Regions from separate parts of the Canis lupus genome. Here region 2 is linked to region 1. A link is a contact called in public Hi-C data. All regions are on one chromosome and are shown on one strand. Each heading gives the region's core, a stretch centred on a gene start, on an enhancer-like site or on the middle of the called end of the contact. The rest is flanking DNA. Distances are from core to core; before and after follow the strand shown.

Region 1 (6,505 bases), core at 1,128-3,627:
AGGTTTCTGAGCATTTTTATAAGCAATTGTAATCTGTTCATGAAAAGTCTAAAAAAGTAAGACACAACATTGGTTCAGTGATGGAGGGGAAGGATGGGAAAAGAAAGGAACCACAGGTCAATACCATAGCACTGGTCATGTTCTGACTCTGAAGTCAGTCAGTGGTTCCACAGGTATTCCATTTATGACGTGCTTCTTAACATATGCATGTGGTACAGACATTCATTTTTATATACCAAATACTGAATAATAAATGTTTAGATTTTTTTATTTAAAGATTTTATTTATTTATTCATGAGAGACACACAGAGAGAGCAGAGACCCAGGCAGAAGGAGAAGCAGGCTCCATGAACTGGGAGCCCGACGTGGGACTCGATCCCAGGTCTCCAGGATCGCGCCCTGGGCCAAAGGCAGGTGCTAAACCGCTGTGCCACCCAGGGATCCCCCAATGTTTAGATTTTTAACCAAAGAAAGTAAGGTGTTACTGGAAAAAAAAAAAAGGCTGAAAAGAGGTTAGAACTATGTGGACTCTCTTCAGAGGAACTTTTGTGTTTGGGGTTCTTTAGTGTGTTTAGTGAGTGGGGAACCTGAGGCCACACAGATTCTATAGGGGGAGGGGAGCAAAAGCACATATCTGACCTACTGACTTCTTTAAACTCAGATCCCACCATATTTCAGCCTGAGAACAGTTCGGTGCTCACCCTTCCCTTTTGAATGGTAGGAGGTTATTTCATCTTCCAAGAAAGAACTCTCATCGAGTCTAGAAAGATAACACATTTGTCATAACTATAAATTTATTTGAAAGAACAACTGGGCTTTACACAGGCCATCTGGAGAAGACAAATGTTTCGTGTAAGCATGTGGGAAATTTCACTGACAACATATGTAGCTAAATGAGCTGTCTTCACCGTTGCCAAAAGATGAAAATTCCATTACACACAAGGAAGGTATTTCAACCATCACCTCAAAATAAATACACATTAATATTTTAATTTAACTAAAACATACGTAAGGTATAGCTATGTTTCTTTTCAAGGTACTGACACCCAAATATGCAACCTCTGCAGAGGGGATTGCATTGGATTCAACCCCACAGGGACAGCCTTGAAATCACTGCACTTACTCTGCTCATGTTTAAAGAAATATGTCTTCCTGCAACCTCCCCGGATTTGCACACCTTCCAAACCTCTGAACACTTGATGTGAAGTTACAGAAGACTTTTAGACAGAAGATTGAAAGTTCTAGTCCTCACCCTCCACCCCATCACTAATTCACAGAGTGACCTCAAACAGGTCTTATTGCCACATTTTCATTTTATCCCCTCTAAAATAAATAAGGAACTAATTCCCTCCTTATTTACATATTAGGGCTTTTGTAAAGATACTATGAACACCTTGTGTTAACATAATATTTTACAGTTTAGGGGGCCAGGGTGGCTCAGTTAAGCATCTGCCTTTGGCTCAGGTCATGATCCTGGGGTCCTGGGATCGAGTCCCACATCAGGTCCCCTGCTCAGGGGGGAGTCTGCTTCTCCCTCTACATCTCTCCCCTGCTCCTGCTCTCTCTCTCTCTCTCTCTCAAACACACACACATCCTCTCTCTCTCTCAAATAAATAAATAAAATCTTTTAAAAATATATTTTACAATTTAGTAAGTGTTTCAAATAGATTATTTCATTCAGTCACAACTGTATCTCCATTTTACAGAGAAGAACATTGAAACTGTACTTGGGGGAAAGTAGTGCTACAATAAATAAATTGGGAAAAGTCAGTGGCTTAACACAGTAAGGTTTATTTTGCATTCACATAACAAGGTGATGCAGGTATTCCTGGCCACTGAGTAACTTTCTTGCCTGAGGTGCTTGAAGAGCCCAGGCTCCTTCTGACTGTGGCTTCACCAAGCCCTAGGGCCTCACAGTTGTTTGCCTCCAGCTGGCAGGCAAAGAAAGAGTGGAGAAAGCACATCCACTTCTAACAACCTCAGCCTGGCAGTGATCAATGACTTCCATTTGCATTGTATTGGTGAGAACCAGTTTTTGGTTCTACCTATATGCAAGGGGGCCTGAGAAATGTAGTCCCTACTGACCAGCCACTTCTCAGTGACAGTGTTATTCTGTGGAAGAGAAAGTATAACTTAACAATGAACAGTTAATCATCTCTGCCATGACTGAGTGGTTACATAATCACCTGAAGGCTGCACAACTAGTAGATAAGTATATTAGCTATCTATTTCTGCATGACACACTACCATAAACTCAGCAGTTTAAAGCAACACAGTTTGTTTTCTGACAGTTACTATGAGTCAGGAGTCTGGACGTGGGTTAGCTGGCCTCGCAAGCTACTACAGTCTTACCAGGCTGTGCAGTCAAGGTATGAGCCTAGGCTGAGGTCTCATCTGGAGGCTTAACTAGAGAAGGATCCTCTTTCCCACTCACATGGTTCTTGGCAGCATGTGGTCCCTTGTAGCTATAGGATTCATGACAACTTCCTACTTCAAGGTCAGCAGTAAAGAGAGAAAGACTCCAGAGTGAGTAAGCCAGCAAGACCAAGTGATATATAATGTAATGGGATGTAACATCTCATCATCTTTGTTACATTCTACTCGTTAGAAGGAAGTCACAAGTCCACGTACACCCAAAAGGAGGAAATTACAAAAACAGGAACACCAGGAAAAGAATCGTGGGTCCACCCTAAAGTCTGTCCATCACAAAAAGAAACTTAAACCCAGATTTTCTGATTACATATCCAATGTTCTTTCCATTTAATCATTTGTTCAACTTTTGATTCCATAGTTTTATCTGTAAAATGGGGATAATATTTGCCTATAACATACCCAGTTGTTATAATGAACACAAAATAGTGGATATGAATGCACTTTATAAGCTGTAAAGTACAATGTGAATTTAATAGGCATTTATGTTATGTTTCTCTTGCCTGTGATGTTTCTTGCCTGTCTAAATCCTATTCTTCCCTCAAGGACCACCTCGATATAACCTCCTCCATGAAGTATGTGTATCAGTTGGGATTAGTTTCAGCTTCATGTACTAAGAGAACAAAATAATGACTCAAATAACATTGGAGGTAGAGCTGATGAGATAGATCCACAAAGTCACTGGGACCTAGACTCCTTTCAGATCTCTGATCTGCCTGCCTGGAGTATGGTCATTGTCCTCAAGGTCCAAAATGGCTACCGGAGCTTCACTCATTGCACCCCAAACCAACCAGCTAGAAAGAAAAAATATTTTGTACAGATACCTCCCAGAAGTACTTGGATTCATGTTCTTCTGACAAGAAACTAGTCCCATAACTATGCATGGTTGCAACAGAGCGTAGAGAACACAGTTTTCCACTGGATATGCTGATATCTTAAATAAAAGTGGGGTTCATGACTAAGAATAAGGAAGAGAATGAATTTGGAGATAATAAATAGTCTCTGCCACAGGGTGTTTTGGAAACATCAAGTATGCACACATGCCTAGAGGAAAGGGAATAATAAGAGTTTTAGCAACTTGGAATTAGATTGTGGAGAGCCTAGAATTTCAGGCTTAAGATTTGGACTTCATTTGGTATCTAAAAAGGAACTATGGCATGATGAAAGGGAGCTTGGAGGAAGCTCAATGTGAGGGTGGCTTCAGACTTGGAGAAGTTTAGTTCTAAAACTTCTGTAATCTAGCAAGAGATTGGAAAGGTCTGAATGCTGCTTGAATGATGATGACAAAGAAGAATTAAGAGAGATATTTTAAAGGAACAATTTAATTATGTGTAAAAATCCCAACACTGGGGAATATCCAGAGAACCACAATCCCCCTCACCCTTATTTGAAATCAGAATTCTTAAAACACCAACCACTGGGCAGCTACAGATCTGCCCACACAGCAGGGACCACATGCAGTCCCTCTATGAGGGATACCTGTAGCAATCTCAGGAGTCAGGGCTCAAAAGCCCGACTCACTGTCAGGACTCTTCCCACCTGTCATGGCCCCTCCCACCTCAAGAGCCTGGAGACACGGAGCCAGAGACCCAAAAGATCTGCAGACAACCTTAGCTCTTGCCCCAGGGTCACAGAAACAGACAACCAGCCAGGTGAGGCACCCAACATGGAAAGATAACATTCTTGCCCAGTCAGAGGGATGTCAGGAAAGATTCTACTTCAGTGACCATGGAATGAATGGAAGAATGAATGAATGAATGAATGAATGAACGTCCCTAAAGTTTTTGCTCAGAAAGTTGAGCTACTGTACAAATGATTCATTTTCAAAGGATTTTGAACTGTTGCCAGAAGAACCACTTTCTTAATTTCATCCATAAATATGACATGACAATAGCAGAACAAAATCCCCTGAATTGGAATTTATTAGGAAAAGTAGAGAAAAGGAAGAAATTTAAAACCTATGGCCATGTAGCAATTTCCCATTATGAAAAAAAAGAAAAAAAGACTGCTAATATGACATTATTTACTTTCTTAATAGAAGATGAAGTTAAACTTCTGGCCTCAGACTTTGGCTTATGTCTATGAATTTTCTTCTAATGATGTAAGCAATTATTTGATGAGACCACTTTAGAAGGAAATGAGGTCAGTACTAGGAAATATATGCTTTTTTCTCCGAAGCAAATCTCATACAAATTCATATATCCACTTGGAAATGCTTTAAAAAAAATTGGACACATAAAAAAAAAAAAAAAAACCTGATTTGGTCATCACTTCAGTGATTACTATGCCTTTGTTAGCTGAATGATTTGTGCTGCCAAGATACATGATTTTGATCCAAAACTACCTCAACAGCATATTAAAAATAGCAAACCAAAAATGAACCGGGCATAGGCAACCAAAGCCAGACAAGCGCTAAAGGAGTCACACTATAAATAGAAGAAAAGAGAAGATAGAAAACAGGTCAAAGAAACAACCAAAATGCTAAGGTTCCCAGCCATGATGAGAAGATGGGTTACTTCTTATATTGATTTTTGTTTTTGTTTTTTTTTCTCAAATGCTGCCATGGTTTATACATTCGGAGATTGTGAGAGTTGTTTTTCTGTAAAGCAGTTTTCTCTCCTACAGTAGGTGTGTGTCTTCAGAAAAACACACCGGTGACCTGCCTTCTCATGCTCCCCCTAAAAGTAGAAGAAAGCATTGTAGGACCTCGAATTCCCAATATTGATAAATCCCTTGGAGAGTCTGTTAAATTATCCCTTTTATGTTCAGCTGTTGGAGTGGTGTGTTGGCTGATGAAATTTACCTCCCTACAACTCTTGACACAAAGAAGTGTCTAGTTTTGAATGTAGGGACTTCTCTCTGACTACAGAGAGTAGAATCAGGTATAGATTAACAATGAGAAATACTCAGGACTTCAAATGCTTTTTTCCCCCATCTCACACTAAAATGGTGGACGGAGACTTCTGGAAACTATTCCTCCAGTTCCTAGGAGTTTGCAGTAACTGGGCCTTGCTTCAGACTGCCTGGCTATTTGCCCTAGCACTGAGCAGAGATTCTGTGCTCTACAGCTGCTGGAAGAATCTGTAACTCTGCAAGCTCCATTGTCTGCAGAAACAGCCCACACCGGCTTCTCTGCCTCAGATGGGAATTCTGCACTGAGCAGGAAGCTTCCAGAAACCCCTACGCACAATGACCCGTCTCAGTTAGACTCAAGTTTAATTACGTTAATATTTAATTTAGTTTAGTAATTGATGCTGTCTGAAAAACTACTCTGAGGGAGACATTTAGATGCTGTAAATGTTCAACAAGGTCTCTTGTACATATTTTGTTTTTAAATCATTAAAATTAGGTCCACAATTGAGGGAAGAAAATTCCTTAAAATTGCATGTTCGTCGCATTATAGCTGTGCTTTAATTTTTGTCCAGGAGAGCCTTAGGGTTTCATGGGGTGGAAAGCATTGATGAAGGCAAAGGGCAACCAAGTGAATGAGGCTCTGGTCTTTGGAAACCCATCCCTGATTCAATATTATGTTTTATGGACTATATTTTAGAATTCAAAGGGGGATTCCTTAGCTAAAAAAGGAAAAGTGCGTGTGTGTGTGATGCGCGCGTGTGTATACACATGTGTATGTATACAGATATGTATTACATGTGTCTATTTATAAAACCATTTGTTTTAGAGTTGTTTCATTTGCAACACACTAAAGCTATAAACTTAAGTGACTAAATGCGAACCTACTCTAGCTTAAACGGAGGAGGAGATCTTATCAACTTTTGTATCTGGAAAATCAGTTTTCTAACTTCAGGCATTGTTAGATGAAAGGTATCAAACTATATCATCTGAATGGATCTCTCTTTTTCTGTCTGCCTTCCTCTGTGTCGACTTCATTCTCGGGAGATACTTTCCATGTGACAACAAAGATGACCCTCAGGATCTCTAGATCTGGGTAGTTCTTTCCACCTACAATCTCAGAAGAAAAGAACCTGTCTCTCTTTCAAAAAGTGTCTGCTTGACACTCTTGTGTCATACGTCCACCCTCAGACCAGAAGAAATCCTCTAACTCACCAGCCTGGGG
Region 2 (6,048 bases), core at 3,382-5,881, 110 kb after region 1:
TTTGGCGCCTGCCTTTGGCCCAGGGCGTGATCCTGGAGACCCGGGATCGAGTCCCATGTTGGGCTCCCGGTGCATGGAGCCTGCTTCTCCCTCTGCCTCTCTCTCTCTCTCTCTCTGTGTGTGACTATCATTAAAAAAAAAAAAAAAAAAACACATTCAGAAGTTAAAAAGCATCTGAGAAAAAAACACTTTGAATATTTGACAGACAAAACCTAATACCTTTAATATATAAATGTTCTTTTAAATCAATAAGATATAAACAGCAATAGGAAAAGAGCAAATATATATTGATGTAATTCATGAAAGAACAAATAAAAATGACCAAGTAATGTCTCAGTTTCATGAGCAAAGTACCAATTATAATAATTGAAACTACCTAAAAGGAAATCTTTGACCCATAACGTTGGCAAAGACTCCATTTAGTGACAATTTTTTCAAGGCACTCATTTCTTATGAAATTGTAAATTACCACAGTCTTACTATAGAACAATTTGATGGTATGAAGTAAAACCCTTAGCAGGTTTTGGTTTTACAGTACCAGGTGTAGAGACTGCTTTTAGGCAACCAACTTGAGCAATGAAAATCTGAGAAAGGTAAAGGGGCTCACAGTGACTCCAAGGCTGAATATAAACAGGGCCATTAGGTGACCCACCTCACAATATCTATAAGCCCTAGCTGACCAATGGGCACAGGTAACAGGAAACAAAACAAACTCTCATATTTCCTCACCTGCTCCCCCTTAACTGTAGTCCCCCCCTCCCACCACCACTGCCTCCTGGCAGACACTCTCTCCTGTGCTGTACTGTGCGTGCTGCTCTCTTGCAGTGTATTCAATAAATTTCTATCTCCTTTGTTCTGCTTTGGGTGAATACTTTTACCTCCCATGCTGCTAGTGACCTGATCAGGTCGCCCCACACTATGTAGGAAAAGTGTCCCCTAGTCAGATATAATGTTGTTACAAAACAAAATTCAACTGAGTAAATTTTAAAGATCTTATTGGCTTTATTCAGCAATTCATAAATCAGGCAGCATCTAATCTAGCAGATAGAAAAGAGTTCTGGGGAGCTGTACAAAATGAAATAGTTTTTTTTTTTTAATTTTATTTATTTGAGAGAGAAGCGTGAGATCAGGGGAGGAGCAAAGGGAGAGAGAGAACCTCCAGCAGACTCCGTCTGCACTGAGCACAAAGGCTCAGTGGAGCTTGATCCCAGGACTCCCAGATCATAACCTTAGCCAAAACCAAGAGTCAGACGCTTAACCCACTCAGCCATCCAGGAGTCCCCAGAATGAAAGACTTTTCTGGCAGAAGGAAGCAGAAACAAGGAAGTTATACTAGACAAAAAAAAGTAGGTTAGTTATTGCAAGGCTGCCTTCCTTTCGGTATAGCAGAGGTCTATCAGGCAAATTGCCTAACCAGTGCTAATTAGTTTAAGATTCCATCTCTGGGAAAAAAAAAAAAAAAGATTCCATCTCTGGGAGAGCAGAAACTAAGTTAAGTTTCAGTTTGGGCAAGGGGCTTTGCAGAAATGACTCCACTTTAGGCCTGTTGTCTTGTTTTTAACAGTATCTTTTCCCATAAAACATTCAGATAAAGGAGACACAACCTCTTCACATAAAGCCTGTTGAAATATTACAATTTTCACTCAAACTTTTACCTTAATCCTATCAATTCTCACATTTCTATATTCTTTCAATCTAATTGCAGCCCACATTAGGGTTTTACCAACAGGTGTCGGTACCACAATGCATGTGTCTCCTGTGTCCAGGAATGTCTGATAATTCTTTTCTTCATCCTCCCACCATTTACCCATTCCTGAGTGTTAAGCTTTGGGTCCCAAGCCAAGGGACTCTGGCCCGTGTGCCAATTTTCATCTTGGTTCATCTACCTGACTATTGCCCCAGGTGATTCCAGGCCAGATTTCTCTTTGGTTTCCAGCTTTTTAAATTTCTCCAAACTGGGGTAAATAGAGCAAACTTGTTTGGGGGTATTTTAATGTTGGGGAACTAGAAAGGGGTTCATTTGGTCCACCCAATCTTCAACAGTGCTATATTAAAAACTTTTTTAACCCCATCAATGTCTTATTTCTTTCATTTTTAAAAAATGTTATTTATTTGAGAGAACAAGAGAGAGAAGGAGAGGGAGAAGCAGACTCCCCATGGAGCAGGGAGCCCAAGAGGGAACTCAATCCCAGGATGTCAGGATCATGATCTGAACTAAAGGCAGATGCTTAACCAACTGAGACACCCAGATGCTCTATTCATGTCATTTCTTAATAACCATCTAAAGACTTCCACTTTACTGGGAGAGTTTTTTGACTCTCCTCTCTGCCTTTCCCCATTTCCTTGTTAACTAATTTGTTACATTAGTTCCTGAAAGACCTATAAGAGGAAGCTGAGACAAATTTTATAAGGCTGCCTAGATATTTGCTTGCTTTTGCTCAGGGAAATCCCTTTAAAAAAAAAGATTATTTATTCATAAGCAAGCAAGCAAGAGAGAGAGAAAGAGGCAGAGAGAAGCAGGTTCTGTGCAGGGAGCTCCAGGTGGGACTCCGTCCTGGGATTCCAGGATCAGGCCCTGGGCTGAAGGTGGCGCTAAACCACTGAGCCACTCAGGCTACCAGTGAAATCCTATTCTTAAGGAGTTGTAATGGAGGTTTCATTACTTAGGCATGATTGAATTATTGGCCATTGGTAATTAAACTTAAGCTCCAGCGCCTCTCACCTAAGAAGTCAGGAGTGGAGCTAAAAGTTCCAATCTAACCAAGGTTTGGTCTTTCAGGCAACTAGCTCCCCTCCTTGCATTACCTAGCTCTTGCACCCTAAGAGTCACATTAGCAAAAAGATGCTTCTATCACACTGGGAACTCCATGAGTTTTAGGAGCACTATTCCTGGATGCAGGGACAAAGACCAAATATATTTTTTATTATACCATTGCCATCCTGATGCATATGAAGTAGTATCTCATTGTGGTTTTGATTTATTTCCCTAATGATGATTATCTTTTTATGTGCTTATTGGCCATCTGTGTATCTTATTCGGAGAAATGTCTATTCAGGTTCTTTGTTCCTTTTTTAATTGAGTTGTACTGTTGTTGAACTGTAATATATATTATATTATATATATTATTATAATAATATACAATATATCATTATAATAATATTAATATATAATTATAATATATTATAATATTTTATATTATATAGCTATAATTATATAATTATAATTATATATTATATTACATAATTATTATTTATATATAATATATATTATTATATGTATTATATATATATATATATATATATATATTCAGGACATTAATCTCTTACCAGATACTTGGTTTACAGATATTTCTCCAATTCTGTAGGCTGCCTTTTCACTCTCTTGATAGTATCCTTTGACAGACAAATATTTTAATTGGTGAAGTACAATTTGTATACTTTTTACTTTGGTGTCTGTGCCTTTGGTGTCATCCTAAGACATCTTTGCTAAATCCAATGCCATTAAGTTTTCCCCCTGTTTTCTTCTAAGAATTCATAGTTTCAGGTCTAAATGTTGACATCTTTGATCCACTATGAGCTAATTGCTATCTGTAGTGTAGAAGGCACCTATATTTATTCTTTTATATTTGTTGAAAACACTGTCCTTTCCCTAATGAACGATCTTGGCAACCTTGTTGAAAATTATTTGACTTTATATTCAGGGTTTATTTCTGGTCTTTTGGAACAGTGTTACATTTTATTTTTTAATACTTAAGATCATTACCATTCCTAAAACAGAAATTAATTGAAAAACCTTTTCATAAACGGTAATTTTGCTTTAAAAAAAAGGGGGGGAGGCAAGATAATTTTAGGTAATAAACCCCAAATTCTATAAATCTGTTTTCAAGGTGTTCCTCAGCCAAACACGGCTGTCACACAACAAAACCCAGAAATGTGCAATGCTAACTCGATTCAGTAGTCTGATATTTTTGCTGACTTTTAATCATTTAAGCTTTGCGTATTTGTGGGTGGAATATTGTCAAGCCCTGGTCATCCCACTGCCCTTACCATTGATATCAAATGACCCAACCCAGCGTGGCTTACATACCATTTAATGTGAGAACAATGCTTATCATCAGTGTATTCCTTAAATCACTCAGGGTCCTTAGTTTTCTAAAACTTAGCAAACCTTCAAGGAAACCCAAATCGCCCCAACCCACCCCCACGGGATGGAGCATCACTGAAGGGTTCTAGAAGAGACGATTTCTGAAAGGGTACTAGTATTCTAGAAGTTTCAATGAGCAGAAGGCAGTATCATGCACTTTGACACCATAAACACGGCATTTCCCATGATACAAGCAATGCTTCCGTCAGCATTGCTCCATCTACAATCTGCGTCTGTGCCGCGATGGCTCAGCAGCAGCGGGCCACCCAAACGCGTGCGGCCGTGGTCTGCACAGGCGTCCCCGACACCCAGCGGCCTTTAGGGACTCAAAGCGCCCTGCCCAGGTCACCCAGGGCCGCCCCCACCAGCAGAGGGCGCCCACGCCCCCCCGGCCCCGCCCCCCCGGCCCCGCCCCCTCGGCGGCGGGCGCGGCGTCCAGTGCGCCGGCGCAGGCCCCGCCCCCTCGCTCGGCCCCGCCTCGCCGCCGCGACGCCGAAGGACCCGGCCGGGCGTGCCCCGCCTCCGCCCCTGCCCGGCGCTGCGCTCGCGGAAGCATGGAGGGCGAGAGCACGTCGGCGGTGCTGTCCGGCTTTGTGCTCGGCGCGCTCGCGTTCCAGCACCTCAACACCGACTCGGACACGGTGAGCCGACGGGCGAGGCGGGCTGCGGCGTCGCCCCGGAAGAGACCGGCGCGCGGGCGCCCCCCCAGCGGCCGTTGCCCGGGCCGCGCCCACGAGCTCTCTGCCCTGGCGCTCCGCCCCCTCCGCTCCCGGGCTGTCCCGGACGGGCGCTCCCTCCTCCTCCTCCTCCTCCTCCTCCTCCTCCCCGGCGTTTAATCCCCCCCGACGCAGTGTCCCGCCTGCCGCCGTTTCTCTCTCCCAGCAGCCCCCTTTTTCTGTGGTGAAAGTTGGTCGTGGAAGGATGGCGAGTCCGCAGAGCCTTCTCCCAACTCCGCTAGGAAGGTGCCGGTTAACTTTCCGTTTCTGACGACCGGCGGTAGCTTTCCAGGACCGCCGGGTTTTCTCGTGCGCGGCGGCGGCTGTGCGTGTCTGTGGAAGTGCTGGGCTAGGGAGCGATCGAACAAGGTGCGTCCAGTCAGCGGCGGTTTTCCAGACCTTCGTGGGCGAGAGAGTCTGGACTTGGCAGAGCAGATGCCTGACTCCGCTTGCGGCGGTTTCCGATTCATGGGATTGTGAGGCCTCTGATGCCTTCAGTTATCATTAAAATACTTCAGTTTATCCTCAAATATCAGTCACTCTTCTGCTTCTGCCACGTTCAAAATCTCCGGGTGAAGTGGTAGTGTAAATACAGTACACGTCTTAAAAAAAAAAAAAAAAAAAAAAAAAACTTTTAGGAAGTCAGAGAAATACTATAAAACTTTGAGCCTGAGAAGTAGTGTGTTCTGTTTAAGTGCTTAGTGTGCTAGTACAGTTTAGAAAATACCATACTGAACAAAGCCTTCTAATTTCTGTAAGATGATTGTGCCCTTCACTTTACAGGGTCTGTTTTATCCAGAATTGCTTTTTGGCACAATCCTGATAAGGTTGGAATTGATATCTTTCATGTCTGCAATTTTATTTTATTTTATTTTTTTAAGATTTTATCTATTTATTCATGAGAGACACAGAGAGAGGCAGGAGCCCGACGTGGGACTCGATCCCGGGTCTCCAGGATCACGCCCTGGGCCCAAGGCGGCGCTAAACCGCCGAGCCACCCAGGAAACCCCCATGTCTACAATTTTAAATAACCTTGTAAAGTAACACCTAGCTAACAGCAAATACATGGCGATTTAAAATGTGGCGCTGTGGAAATTATTTTGGAATATCTTACTGCGAATATAAACAGAATGGATCCTTAGTCTCTGTAGCTTAAAATATTAGCCCTTGAGAAGTACCATGGAATTA

The links. Hi-C and Micro-C count contacts between places; a contact is called where the count stands out from the background.
Region 2: a Hi-C map of blood shows a contact between it and region 1, with 6 times the contacts expected there. The contact joins the promoter of ABRAXAS1 here to the enhancer-like site in region 1. A contact is called at or near these places in 4 of 9 Hi-C or Micro-C datasets (amygdala, blood and liver).

Annotation. Positions count from the first base shown.
Region 1 is chr32:32,569,309-32,575,813 of UU_Cfam_GSD_1.0, forward strand. No RefSeq gene overlaps it. Among named protein-coding and RNA genes, the nearest start is that of GPAT3, 72 kb to the right of the region's middle. Within about 2 kb of position 2,378, at least 1 of the 20 cell types and tissues checked has an H3K27ac peak or open chromatin away from gene starts, as enhancers often do. A contact at or near this core is called in blood, where this site is marked.
Region 2 is chr32:32,679,171-32,685,218 of UU_Cfam_GSD_1.0, forward strand. It overlaps ABRAXAS1 (BRCA1-A complex subunit Abraxas 1), which reads left to right and starts at 4,632. Exons shown (of 9, transcript XM_038582250.1): 1 at 4,632-4,785. The coding sequence starts at 4,699.